Regions from separate parts of the Oncorhynchus mykiss genome. Here region 1 is linked to region 2. The links are chromatin contacts, called in public Hi-C maps. All regions are on one chromosome and are shown on one strand. The core of a region is the stretch at or near the end of the contact, and the rest is flanking DNA. Distances in the headings are between cores, read along the strand shown. Region 1 holds the start of LOC110497399 (40S ribosomal protein S17). Region 2 holds the start of LOC110497280 (zinc finger protein with KRAB and SCAN domains 8).

Region 1 (6,050 bases), core at 3,070-5,569, 170 kb before region 2:
GCTAAAAGAACTCCAGGTTAGCAGGCAATATTAACCAGGTGAAATTGTGTCATTTCTCTTGCGTTCATTGCACGCAGAGTCAGGGTATATGCAACAGTTTGGGCTGCCTGGCTCATTGCGAACTAATTTGCCAGAATTTTACGTAATTATGACATACATTGAAGGTTGTGCAATGTAACAAGAATATTTAGACTTAGGGATGCCACCCGTTAGATAAAATATATCTGTATTTTACTGAAATAAATGTTTTGTTTTCGAAATGATAGTTGCTGGATTCAACCATATTAATGACCAAAGGCTTGTATTTTTTGTGTGTTATTATGTTATAATCAAGTCTATGATTTGATAGAGCAGTCTGACTGAGCGATAATAGGCAGCAGCAGGCTCGTAAGCATTCATTCAAACAGCACTTTTGTGCGTTTTGCCAGCAGCTCTTTGCAAGCACAGCGCTGTTTATGACTTCAAGCCTATCAGCCTAATGGCTGGTGTAACCGATGTGAAATGGCTAGCTAGTTAGCTGGGTGTGCGCTAATAGCATTTCAAACGTCACTCGCTCTGAGACTTAGTTATTCCCCTTGCTCTGCAAGGGCTGTGGCTTTTGTGGAGCGATGGGTAACGCTGCTTTGAGTGTGGCTGTTGTCGATGTGTTCCTGGTTCGAGCCCAGGTAGGGGCGAGGAGAGGGACGGAAGCCATTCTGTTACACTGGCAATACTATAGTGCCTATAAGAACATCCAATAGTCAAAGGTATATGAAATACAAATGGTATAGAGAGAAATAGTCCTATAAATACTATAGTAACCACAACCTAAAACCGCTTACCTTGGAACATTGAATGTTCTTTGAATGTCTCATGTTAAAAGGAACCACCAACTTTCATATGTTCTGAGCAAGGAACTCAAACTTCAGCTTTTTTTTTTTAACATGGCACATATTGCACTTTTACTTCCAACAGTTGTTACATTATTTAAACCAAATTGAACATGTTTCATTATTTATTTGAGACTAAATTGATTTTATTGATGTATTAAATTAAGTTAAAATAAGTGTTTATTCAGTATTGTTGTAATTGTCATTATTACAAATAAATAAATAAAATAAAAATTGGCCGATTAATCGGTATCGGTGCCAGCAAGTATAGATGCACTGTGCTCCGATGCTCAAAAGTGTGGGTGGGGACACTTACCTCTGGGACGTAGTTGTCCCTCCTCTCCCTCTCCTCCTCCTGCAGCTTGATGGAGATGCCTCTGACGGGACCCCTCTGGATGCGCTTCATCAAATGGGTCACATACCTAAGAGTACAAACCAGAATTCAGTTAATTCATGCACAACATCACAATTGTAACAGCATTAGATCAGACCATGGGTTCAAACAAAAATATTTATGCTAGATCACTGAAAACTAGTTTAACATGATAATTAGGTTTCACTCAAGTTTAGGTTGTTGCGGACGAGAAAGATGTTTGAAAGACAGGGTTTGACAGGAAAAGATATTCCAACAAACACGGTAAAATATTTCCGTCACAATTCCCGTAACATCAATGACTATGGCAACAGTTGCGCCATAGTCACTTTCGATACAGGTTTTTATGTGGCAAACTAGCAATAATCAGCTAGGTCAGGGATATAATATAATCAATAACTCCCTCCAAGCCATGCTATTAGAAGTAGTGTTTTGAAATCCAACCTGATTGAAGTGCAGCATAGTACATGTCATATGAAACATCTTTCTCTAAGGAGGACCTGAGCCCTAGGACCATGCCTCAGGACTACCTGGCCTGATGACTCCTTGCTGGCCCCAGTCCACCTGGCCGTGCTGCTGCTCCAGTTTCAACTGTTCTGCCTGCGGCTATGGACGCATGACCTGTTCACCGGACATGCTACCTGTCCCAGACCTGCTGTTTCCAACTCTCTAGAGACAGCAGCTCCTGTAGAGATACTCTGAATGATCGGCTATGAAAAGCCAACTGACATTTACTCCTGAGGTGCTGACCTGTTGCACCCTCTACAACCACTGTGATTATTATTATTTGACCCTGCTGGGCATCTACGAACATTTGAACATCTCGGCCATGTTTTCTTATAATATCCACCCGGCACAGCCAGAAGAGGCCTGGTCCCTCTAGGATCTGGCCTTTTTAGGGAGTTTTTCCTAGCCACTGTGCTTCTACACCTGTATTGCTTGCTGTTTGGGGGCTTAGGCTGGGTTTCTGTACAGCATTTTGTGATACCAGCTGATGTAAGGCTTTATAAATCAATTTGATTCATGAAATTAATAAAAATATTCAGCATTGAAAAAAAGCAAAGGAGCCAATTAGCTGACACCGACATCCCAAAATGGCTGCTGTGGTTTCTGCTACCTATCATGAGGATGAAAAGGGCAGTTTCCAGAAAAACGAGCAGCCATTTCATCTTCTCAGTATAACAGTTGGAATAACGGGACAATTCAGAGTACAACGCATTTCTCATCCATGATCGCGGTACGCTTTCCGAGCCATATCTCGTGCTGGCTCCGTGGTGACTTTATTTAAGAAAATTGCCTGTCCGACCCTGACCTGCTGGCTACACCCAAAACTAGACCCAGGAGTTAAGACACGGGTGACTTCCAAATTGAGAACGAAGAAAATATCACCACGGTTGGTTGAACGTTGCTGTTCAGCGTTGTCTACGCAACATCTGCTGCTTGACCTCAGACAAGCTTTATATATGTTGCTGAGGTTCGAGTCAGCTTGACTATTAAGAGACAATAAAGCTGAAGAAACCAGACTCACCCAGCGATCTTGTTGCGGAGCTTCTTGCTGGGGATGATAGCGATCTCTTCGCACACCCTCTTGTTGGTGTGGAAGTCATTTCCCAGCCGGGTGTAGTACTTCTCAATGATGACCCGGGCGGCTTTTTTCACCGTCTTGGTCCTGACTCGTCCCTGTGGAACAAAGGAGTTGTGCAAATGACTAGGTTATCCTGATCACCTGAACGTTCAGAATGGGATTACCTTTAATGGATTTAAAATATCTGAGAGAACCAGGGTTCGGTAGGGACTTTGGACCCATCGAACACGGGAAAGACCCTCAATTCACGTTCTGTACTATCAATGACCTGGCCACTTTCGATACAGGGTTCAACGTAAATTACATTTCAAAAGCGGTTGACATTTTAGGAGGTATAAGTACGCCAACGGCTGGCATGACCAGGCAAGCTACATTTGGATCTAACATACAAGGTTGTACCTAATACTAACGAGCTAGCAACTTTGCGCAGACTGGCTACCTAGCCAACTACCTACTTGCTAGTAAATGGATCTCACGATTAACTACACCGGTGAGTAAGTCAGAAACAATGGGTACCCTACATTGGGAAAACAGACCACCTATGGTTAATTAGCTAGTAGGATGATTCCGCAATCAGCTAGTTAGCTACGCTAATCTGTACCACGGAACAAAATGTATTTCTTACAAACAGTTGAAACCAACGTGCAAAACCACTAACCACATAGCGGAAAATGTGTACAATATTAAAGTCATGACCAGTTCTCTACTGATTGTAATCAAATAAAGACATGGAAAACGTGGTTGTTCATGTGCAGCCAAATGCTAGCATAATGCTTCTTCCGTTAGCATCTCGGCGAACCCTCGTCATATTGTTCAAAAAAATCTGCCAGGAAGGGCATCCTAACGCAATATGTCACTGCGATTGTGTAATATATACAACATTTCACTATTCTAGAGATAAATACCATTTTGGATACTAAAAAACTGAGGATTACGATAGATTTAGAGGGGTTGTAAATGTTGAAGTACCCACCATGTTGAATCGGGCTGGTAGAAGAGGACTATACAAGCGCTTCAGCGGAAGTATAATAAGAGGGCACGTGGATGTGGGAAACCAAAGGGAAAAGGGTGCCACCCCCTAGTGGTAGAAGAATTCGCAAAAATATACAACCAGACTTGCAGTTCATTACAGCTATATTACTGTACATTTGGTTTCCCCAGTTGAGTGAAATTATTGCGCGTAAGTGCGGCAGTTAGTCTAGCGGTTAAGAGCGTTGGCCAAGTAACCGAAAAGCCGCTGGTTCTATCCCCGAGCTGACTAGGGGGAAAAAATGTCGATGTGCTCTTCACGTTTTTATTTGTATTTTATTTAACCTTTATTTAACTAGGCAAGTCAGTTAAGAACAAATTCTTATTTACAATGACGGTTATCACACAACGCAATGCTACAGATGTCTCGAGTTTTGATTGACATGATGACTGCAGGAATGTCCAACAGAGCTGTTACCTGAGTATTTAATGTTAATTCCTCTACCATAAGCCTCCAACAAAATTGTAGAAAATTTGGCAGCAGTACATGCAACTGGTCGCACAACAGCAGACCACGTGTCGCCACGACAGCCCAGGACCTCCACATCCGGACAACCCCCTCTCCCTCAATGTGATCAAGACAAAGGAGATGATTGTGGACTACAGGAAAAGTAGGGCCGAGCACGCCCCCATTCTCATCGACGGGGCTGTCGTGGAGCAGGTTGAGAGCTTGGTGTCCATATCACCAACAAACTAACATTGTCCAAACACACCAAGACAGTCGTGAAGAGGGCACGACAAAACCTATTCCCCCTCAGGAGACTGAAAAGATTTGGCAATGGTCCTCAGATCCTCAAAAGGTTTTACAGCTGCACCATCGAGAGCATCCTGACGGGTTGCATCACTGCCTGGTATGGCAACTGCTCGGCCTCCGACCGCAAGGCACTACAGAGGGTAGTGCGTATGGCCCAGTGCATCACAGGGGGCCAAGCATAGTCACTTCAATAACTCTACCTACATGTACATATTACCTCCGCACATTGACATTGACTCTGTGCCGTTACCCCCTGTATATAGCCCCGCTATTGTTAATTACTGCTGCTCTTTAATTATTTATTCTTCTCTCTTACTTTTTTGGTGGGTATTTTCTTAAAACTGCATTGTTGGTTAAGAGCTTGTAAGTAAGGATTTCACTGTAAGGTCTACCTGTTGTATTCGGCGCATGTAACAAATACAATTTGATTTGCCATCTGTGGAGAGACTTGAAAATAGCTGTGCAGCAATGCTCCCCAGCCAATCTGACAGAGCTTGAGAGGATCTGCAGAGAAGAATGGGAGAAACTCCCCAAATACAGGCGTGCCAAGCTTGTAGCGTCATACCCAAGAAGACACAATGCTGTGATTGCTACCAAAGGTGCTTCAACAAAGTACTGAGTAAAGGGTATGTATACTTACATAAATGTAAAATGTAAGTTTTTTACATCAAATGTTTTTGCTTTGTCATTATTGGTTAGTGTGTGTAGATTGATGAGGGAAAAAATGATTTAATACATTTTAGAATAAGGCTGTAACGTAAATGTGGAAAAAGTGAAGGGGTCTGAATACTTTCCGAAGTATAACATGAGAATCCAATTCCATCTGTGTCTGATTCATATGTAATCATTCTGCCAATGCTTTGCTTTTCATTCAGGTGATCATGACATGTCATCATTATAATTTAACACTTTGTTCTAGTGTATATTAGTGAAATACAGTATATGCAGTATTCCCATGTTCATATTCTCAGTCATCTTTTTACACCTCCAGTTCATGAACATGTTTTGGGAAATATGCTTAAAGGGTTACACATTTCACACAATGCATATCAAATCTAAGTTTATTGGTGGCATTGTTACACAGTTTAGCAGATGTTATTGAACCACACAGTGGAGGTGTCATAATACCCATAAAACCTAGCGGTCAATCAGGGAACTGGTTCCAATCTTTTTTATACCATTAATTTTTCCCATTATGGATTTTAGAAACACTTCAAATAAGGGCTGTGTTGCGTGTAGGCTTACCCTGGTGTGACGTTTTGATAACAATGTAAATCTCTCTCGGACATGATGACTTTTAATGTATTCGGCCCTATTTGTTCTCACATTCGAAAAAGCTAATTAGCATTAAAAGACATCATGCAAGACTACAAATACCTGCTAGCTCCTGCACATCATCTCTAGCTGAAACCTTTGCGAACAGATAGTCAATTTAAAACT
Region 2 (5,874 bases), core at 2,841-5,340:
CTTTATTTTACACCTCGGTGAAAGAGCGCAACACATACACACTATGTTTAGCTCTCCCGTGCTGGTCCAGCCAGCTTCCAGAAGTTTTGCCTTCACACAGCCTATCAACCCTCTCTGTGGTGTCCGCGTGGTCTTAAATCCAGCCTCCTGAACACTCCCAACAGCCTACCTGACCGCTCTGAGGCGCCCACATTGTCCTAAAGCACAATCTCCGATTTTTGTATCACATTGAAATGATAAAACTGGGGGGCACAAAAATGCAATTTCAGAATGTGGGGGCGGACTGACCTCCCCATCCCCAGTGAAAGTTGTGCCCCTGCACACAAATAACACATCGTTTTAAACAAGTTTTCTACTGCCTAAATAACACATAGTAACATCCGTAACATTCTGATATTAACAAATATGTTCGACATCACATTCATACCTAAAAGGGGGAAAATATAGAAATAAATCACACAGAGATGTGACTTCTGCTTCAAGTCACTTGTAATGTGTGAGCGCCCTATACAGGGTTGCCAGGTCTAGATTTTTTTTTACACAATGACTCAAAACCCACCCAAAAGGCCTGAAATCTAGCCAATTGTTCCCGCCCACATCAAGAGAGGATTTGCCACGTTTATACAGTAAACAACTTTCCCATAATGTTACGGAAACAATTAAGAAGGAATATCGACATAACTTGTAACTAGGTTAGAAGCAAAATTCGGTTTTCATCAAAATAATATTTATTGTGAACTATGACATGACGTAATAAACTAATTTGAATATGTTGCAAGAGAAAATATAATTTGCCCTTATTAAACTCGCCAGATAATTTTCGATCAATGGATGTCGATGTAACTCGTTTGACTGCTATGATTAAGCAATAAGGCACAAGGTGGTATGGTTTATGGCCATACATATACACACATGGCCATATGTGCAAATTATAGATAAATCAGACAGGAGAGTTTGAGTGATTCTAATGTTAGGCTATTTTCTGGGAAGACTACAAATAGTTATAAATGGCCCATTTGTGAGATTGACTTGTCATTTCAATAGGCATAGGATACAGAATAAAATCTGGGTTTATGATTGTAATTCAACTTTGCCATGGTTTGCTTAGATACACTACATGGCCAAAATAATGGGCATTAATATGGAGTTGGTCCCCTCTTTGCTGCCATCACAGCCTCCACTGTTCTGGGAAGGCTTTCCACTAGATGTTGGAACATTGCTGCGGTGACTTGCTTCCATTCAGCCAGAAGGGAATTAGTGAGGTCGGGCACTGACGTTGGGCGATTAGACCTGGCTCACAGTCGGTGTTCCAATTCATCCCAAAGGTGTTTGATGGGGTTGAGGTCAGGGCTCTGTGCAGGCCAGTCAAGATCCTCCCCACTGATCTCGACAAACTATTTCTGTATGTACCTCACTTTGTGCATGTGGACATTGTCATGCTAAAACAGGAAAGGGCCTTACCCAAACTGTTGCCACAGAGTTGGAAGCACAGAATCGTCTAGAATGTAATTGTACACTGTAGCGTCAACATTTCCCTTCATCGGAACTAAGGTGCCTAGCCCGAACCATGAAAAACAGCCCCAGACCTTACTTCTTCTTCACCAAACTTTACAGTTGGCACTATGCATTCGGGTAGGTAGCGTTGGCCTGGCATCCACAAAACCCAGATTCGTCCGTTGGACTGCCAGATGGTGAAGCACGATTCATCACTCCAGAGAACGAATTTCCACTGCTCCAGAGTCCAATGGCGGTGAGCTTTACACCACTCCAGCCGATGCTTGGCATTGTGCATGGTGATCTTATACTTGTGTACGGCTGCTCGGCCCTGGAAACCCATTTCATGAAGCTCCCTACGAACAGTTCTTGTGCTGACGTTACTTCCAGAGGCAGTTTGGAACTTGGTAGTGAGTGTTGCAACCGAGGACAGAGGATTTTTACGCACTTCAGCACTCGGCGGTCCTGTTCTTTTAACTTGTGTGGCCTACCACTTCGCGGCTAAGCCATTGTTGAGCCTAGACGTTTTCATGTCACAATAACAGCACTTACAGTTGACCGTGGCAGCTCTAGCAGGGCAGAAATTTTACCAACTGACTTGTTGGAAAGGTGGCATCCTATGACGGTGCCATGTTGAAAGTCACTAAGCTCCTCCGTACAGCTCATTCTACTGACAATGTTTGTCTATGGAGATTGCATGGCTATGTGCTCAATTTTATACATCGGTCAGAAATGGGTGTGGTTGAAATAGCCGAATCCACTAATGTTAAGGTTTGTCCACATACTTTTGGCCATGTAGTGAAAATGCACATAGCCTATAGTTCCTTATAGGCCAACATCTTATTTCAGATAGTCTTCAGTAGCCTAGAGAAAAGGTAGGCAAGATGTAAACTGAACGATTTAGCAGATTGCTTTGTTCAAATTAACAGACTCATTTATTTGGCCATTAATAATTGCATAATAACATAATGCTACAACAACAATACACTGAAGTTATAGATTATTTATTAAATCCGTTTGCCAGCTCCAGGAAGGCTACACAAGTGGCACAAATTGATTTGCAATGACTCCAGTGATATAGTCATTTCAACACATTTACTGTATCAAATCGTAGCCTACAGTTGCCTACAATGGCATATAAATGAATAGGCTACTTGATGGCCAACAGATGCAAATGTAACATTCTCCACATTTAATGTCAGTTTCATTGAGAACTTTTCCGCATAACTGAAGCATGCGAGTGAATTCCATAACTTCCATTTCAAATTTACACTCAAGCATAATGACAAGTTAAATAGCCTACCTACCACTTGTAAAACAAATTCACGACCTGCTTGTGTGCTGCTCTGTCTCCTCTCACTCTCGTGGACTAAGCTGCACACACACCTCGGGCCCCACCCACCAATCAATAACTCAGCAACAGCACTGCCTGATAGTCAGCAGTAGCATGTCACAGTGAAATAAAAATGTTTTAAAGAGAAATGCCATGGCGATCGCTGTGTAACTTAGAAGTAGCCCAAAAACCTGCAACCCACAACCAATAGTATTAGGCCAATTTACAGTATAAAACAAATTACAAATATGTCAACCCTGCCCCTATAGGAATTCCGAGGTATAACCAATCAAACCTTGATCATTTAAAAAAAATGGTAACCTTTATTTAACGAGGCAAGTCAGTTTAAGAACAAATTCTTATTTACAATGACGGCCTACCCCGTCCAAACCCGGACGATGTTGGGCCAATTGTGCGCCGCCCTATGGGACTCCCAATCACGGCCGGATGTGATACAGCCTGGATCAGACATCAGTAGAGTACACATATCGAAAAAATGGATAGTATATTACTTACTGCTACACATTATGATTCTGTATTATTATTTTGTTATTATTAAGACACTTTTAATTATATCATACGTCCCTCCCGTCAAAGTATCCACATCAAATCAAATCAAATTTTATTTGTCACATACACATGGTTAGCAGATGTTAATGCGAGTGTAGCGAAATGCTTGTGCTTCTAGTTCCGACAATGCAGTAATAACAAGTAATCTAACTAACAATTCCAAAACTACTGTCTTGTACACAGTGTAAGGGGATAAAGAATATGTACATAAGGATATATGAATGAGTGATGGTACAGAGCAGCATAGGCAAGATACAGTAGATGGTATCGAGTACAGTATGTACAAATGAGATGAGTATGTAAACAAAGTGGCATAGTTTAGTGGCTAGTGATTCATGTATTACATAAGGATACAGTCGATGATATAGAGTACAGTATATACGTATGCATATGAGATGAATAATGTAGGGTAAGTAACATAATATAAGGTAGCATTGTTTAAAGTGGCTAGTGATATATTTACATCATTTCCCATCAATTCCCATTATTAAAGTGGCTGGAGTTGAGTCAGTGTTATCTCACCTGAGGTTAAAATATAGGATTAATATATAATGTACAGATAGATATGTGATTGGTGATATTTCAGACAATATAGGATATGTCATGGGGTACATTTTGTATTGGAAAAGATTTCCATAAACTGAACCGATCTTCTCGTACTCCACTCCAGCAGGTGGTGATAAATCAAAATGTGTTACCTCCTACCAGATGAGGTTGCCCGCGGAAACGGACAGAATCCAGGAACTAGCTACTTCGGAAGCTACTAAACGTAATCTAAAATGTCTAAAATACAGCTGTTAAGAGTGTTTCTCAATGAGCGATTAAGAACTGCTGCTGAGGAGATATTATGGGCAGTTGAAAAAACGATAGCAGAAGAAGTTTCCCGTTCAAATGAGGAAAATGACCGTCTCCAGAGGCAGCTTGAAATCGCTCTCATCAAGCTAAACAGAGCAGGTTTGTGATTACCTTTGTCAATTCAACCGTCATTGTATGAAAGTGGATAGAAAATATCACATCAGCTTTTACAGGTACATAGTTATGTCTGAATAGTCATACTCGCCAGCTTGTAGTCCTAAAAACCGGAAATGAGTTATCAGGATCGTTCAGCCGTTCCTATGGAGGGAAATTAATGGGGAAAGAATGCAGTTCGGTAGGGTCTGATGCTTCTTAAAGAATGGGTTTTTAGGATAAACTACGAAAATAAGGTCTGAGGTTAACACAGGCTTAGGAGTACGTTTTGTTCTATGAGATGATCAGTCAGTTAACATAACCTTTATGAATTAAGATGCCTTTATGTGCTTGTTTTGATTACATACATGCTTCACAAAAAGTAACGTTAGCTGATGATGATCTCATAGAACAGTAAGATCTGAGCCTGTGTTTACCACAGACCACACTTTGTGTTTATCCAAAAACCCTACAAAAAAAACATTAATTTCACCCATAGGCTTTGGCCAACGAGCAATGGCGGAGTTAATGCCTACAAAAATACACTGTTAATAATTCTCTCTATTGTAGGCTTACAGGTTTTCTATATCTCATCCTTCCTTTCTACTTGCCTCTAGACATCCTCCAACAGTCAGTCTCGGAACAGGTTCCCCCTGAGCAGCAGCAGTGTGTGCAGGAGTGGAGCCCCAGTCTCGGACAAGAGGACCCAGAGCCTACACAGATAAAGGAGGAACAGGAGGAACTCAGGACCAGTCAATGGGAAGAACAGCTTCAAGAGCTGGAAGATGATACCAAAGACTCCATATTCACTAATGCCTTTATGGAACCTGACTGTGAAGACCCAACTCGGCACTCATATCTTTATCAAGCCCAGAATGAGGGAAAAGAAGAGAGAGACTCTCTACCCAGCACCTCAACTGCAAATATCAAAGCAGAAACTGGTGGAGAGGACTACAGATTATCAGAACCAACCAGTGATTCTCAGCCTAATTATGCAAGAAATCCATACTGTTCTGCAGCTCAGAGGGAAAACATTGATTGGATGGGAGTTGGAGGGCCTCCGTCAGGTTTTAAACCAGTCAAATCAAAGAAAAGATGGACAGGAAAAAGACAAAGTTCCCATATGAATATTAAGGGTAGAAAATCCACAGAGTCGTCCGATCTGAAATCACCCAGGCAAAGGGATAATGCTCCTTGCCGTTGTAAAGTGTGTGGAAAGTCTTTCCAGTACATGGGTTCGTTAATGAAACATGTGCAAACTCATACAAATGAGAAAGAACATATTTGTGGTGTGTGTGGAAAATGTTTTGAGTCCACAGAAAGTATGAAACATCACATCCAAACTCACATTGCAGATAGGATGTGTTGTCATGTTTGTAGTAAATGCTTCACTAGCAATAGGGATCTGATTGTGCACATGAGAACCCACACAGGGGATAAACCGTATCAATGTTCTGATTGTGGCAAAGAATTCAGCGTTCGCAATAGTCTGAAAAGGCACATGAAGATTCATGCAGGAGGTAAAGGAT

Evidence for each region. Hi-C and Micro-C count contacts between places; a contact is called where the count stands out from the background.
Region 1: a Hi-C map of liver shows a contact between it and region 2, with 5 times the contacts expected there. The contact joins the promoter of LOC110497399 here to the promoter of LOC110497280 in region 2. A contact is called at or near these places in 2 of 3 Hi-C or Micro-C datasets (blood and liver).

The regions. Positions count from the first base shown.
Region 1 is chr2:81,176,052-81,182,101 of USDA_OmykA_1.1, reverse strand. LOC110497399 (40S ribosomal protein S17) reads right to left here and starts at 4,319. Exons shown (of 5, transcript XM_036956470.1): 1 at 4,275-4,319; 2 at 2,771-2,922; 3 at 1,186-1,291. The coding sequence starts at 4,304. LOC118944145 (a small nucleolar RNA gene) reads right to left here and starts at 1,584; the gene lies at 1,460-1,584.
Region 2 is chr2:81,009,130-81,015,003 of USDA_OmykA_1.1, reverse strand. LOC110497280 (zinc finger protein with KRAB and SCAN domains 8) reads left to right here and starts at 4,090. Exons shown (of 2, transcript XM_021573315.2): 1 at 4,090-4,351; 2 at 4,963-5,874. The coding sequence starts at 4,177.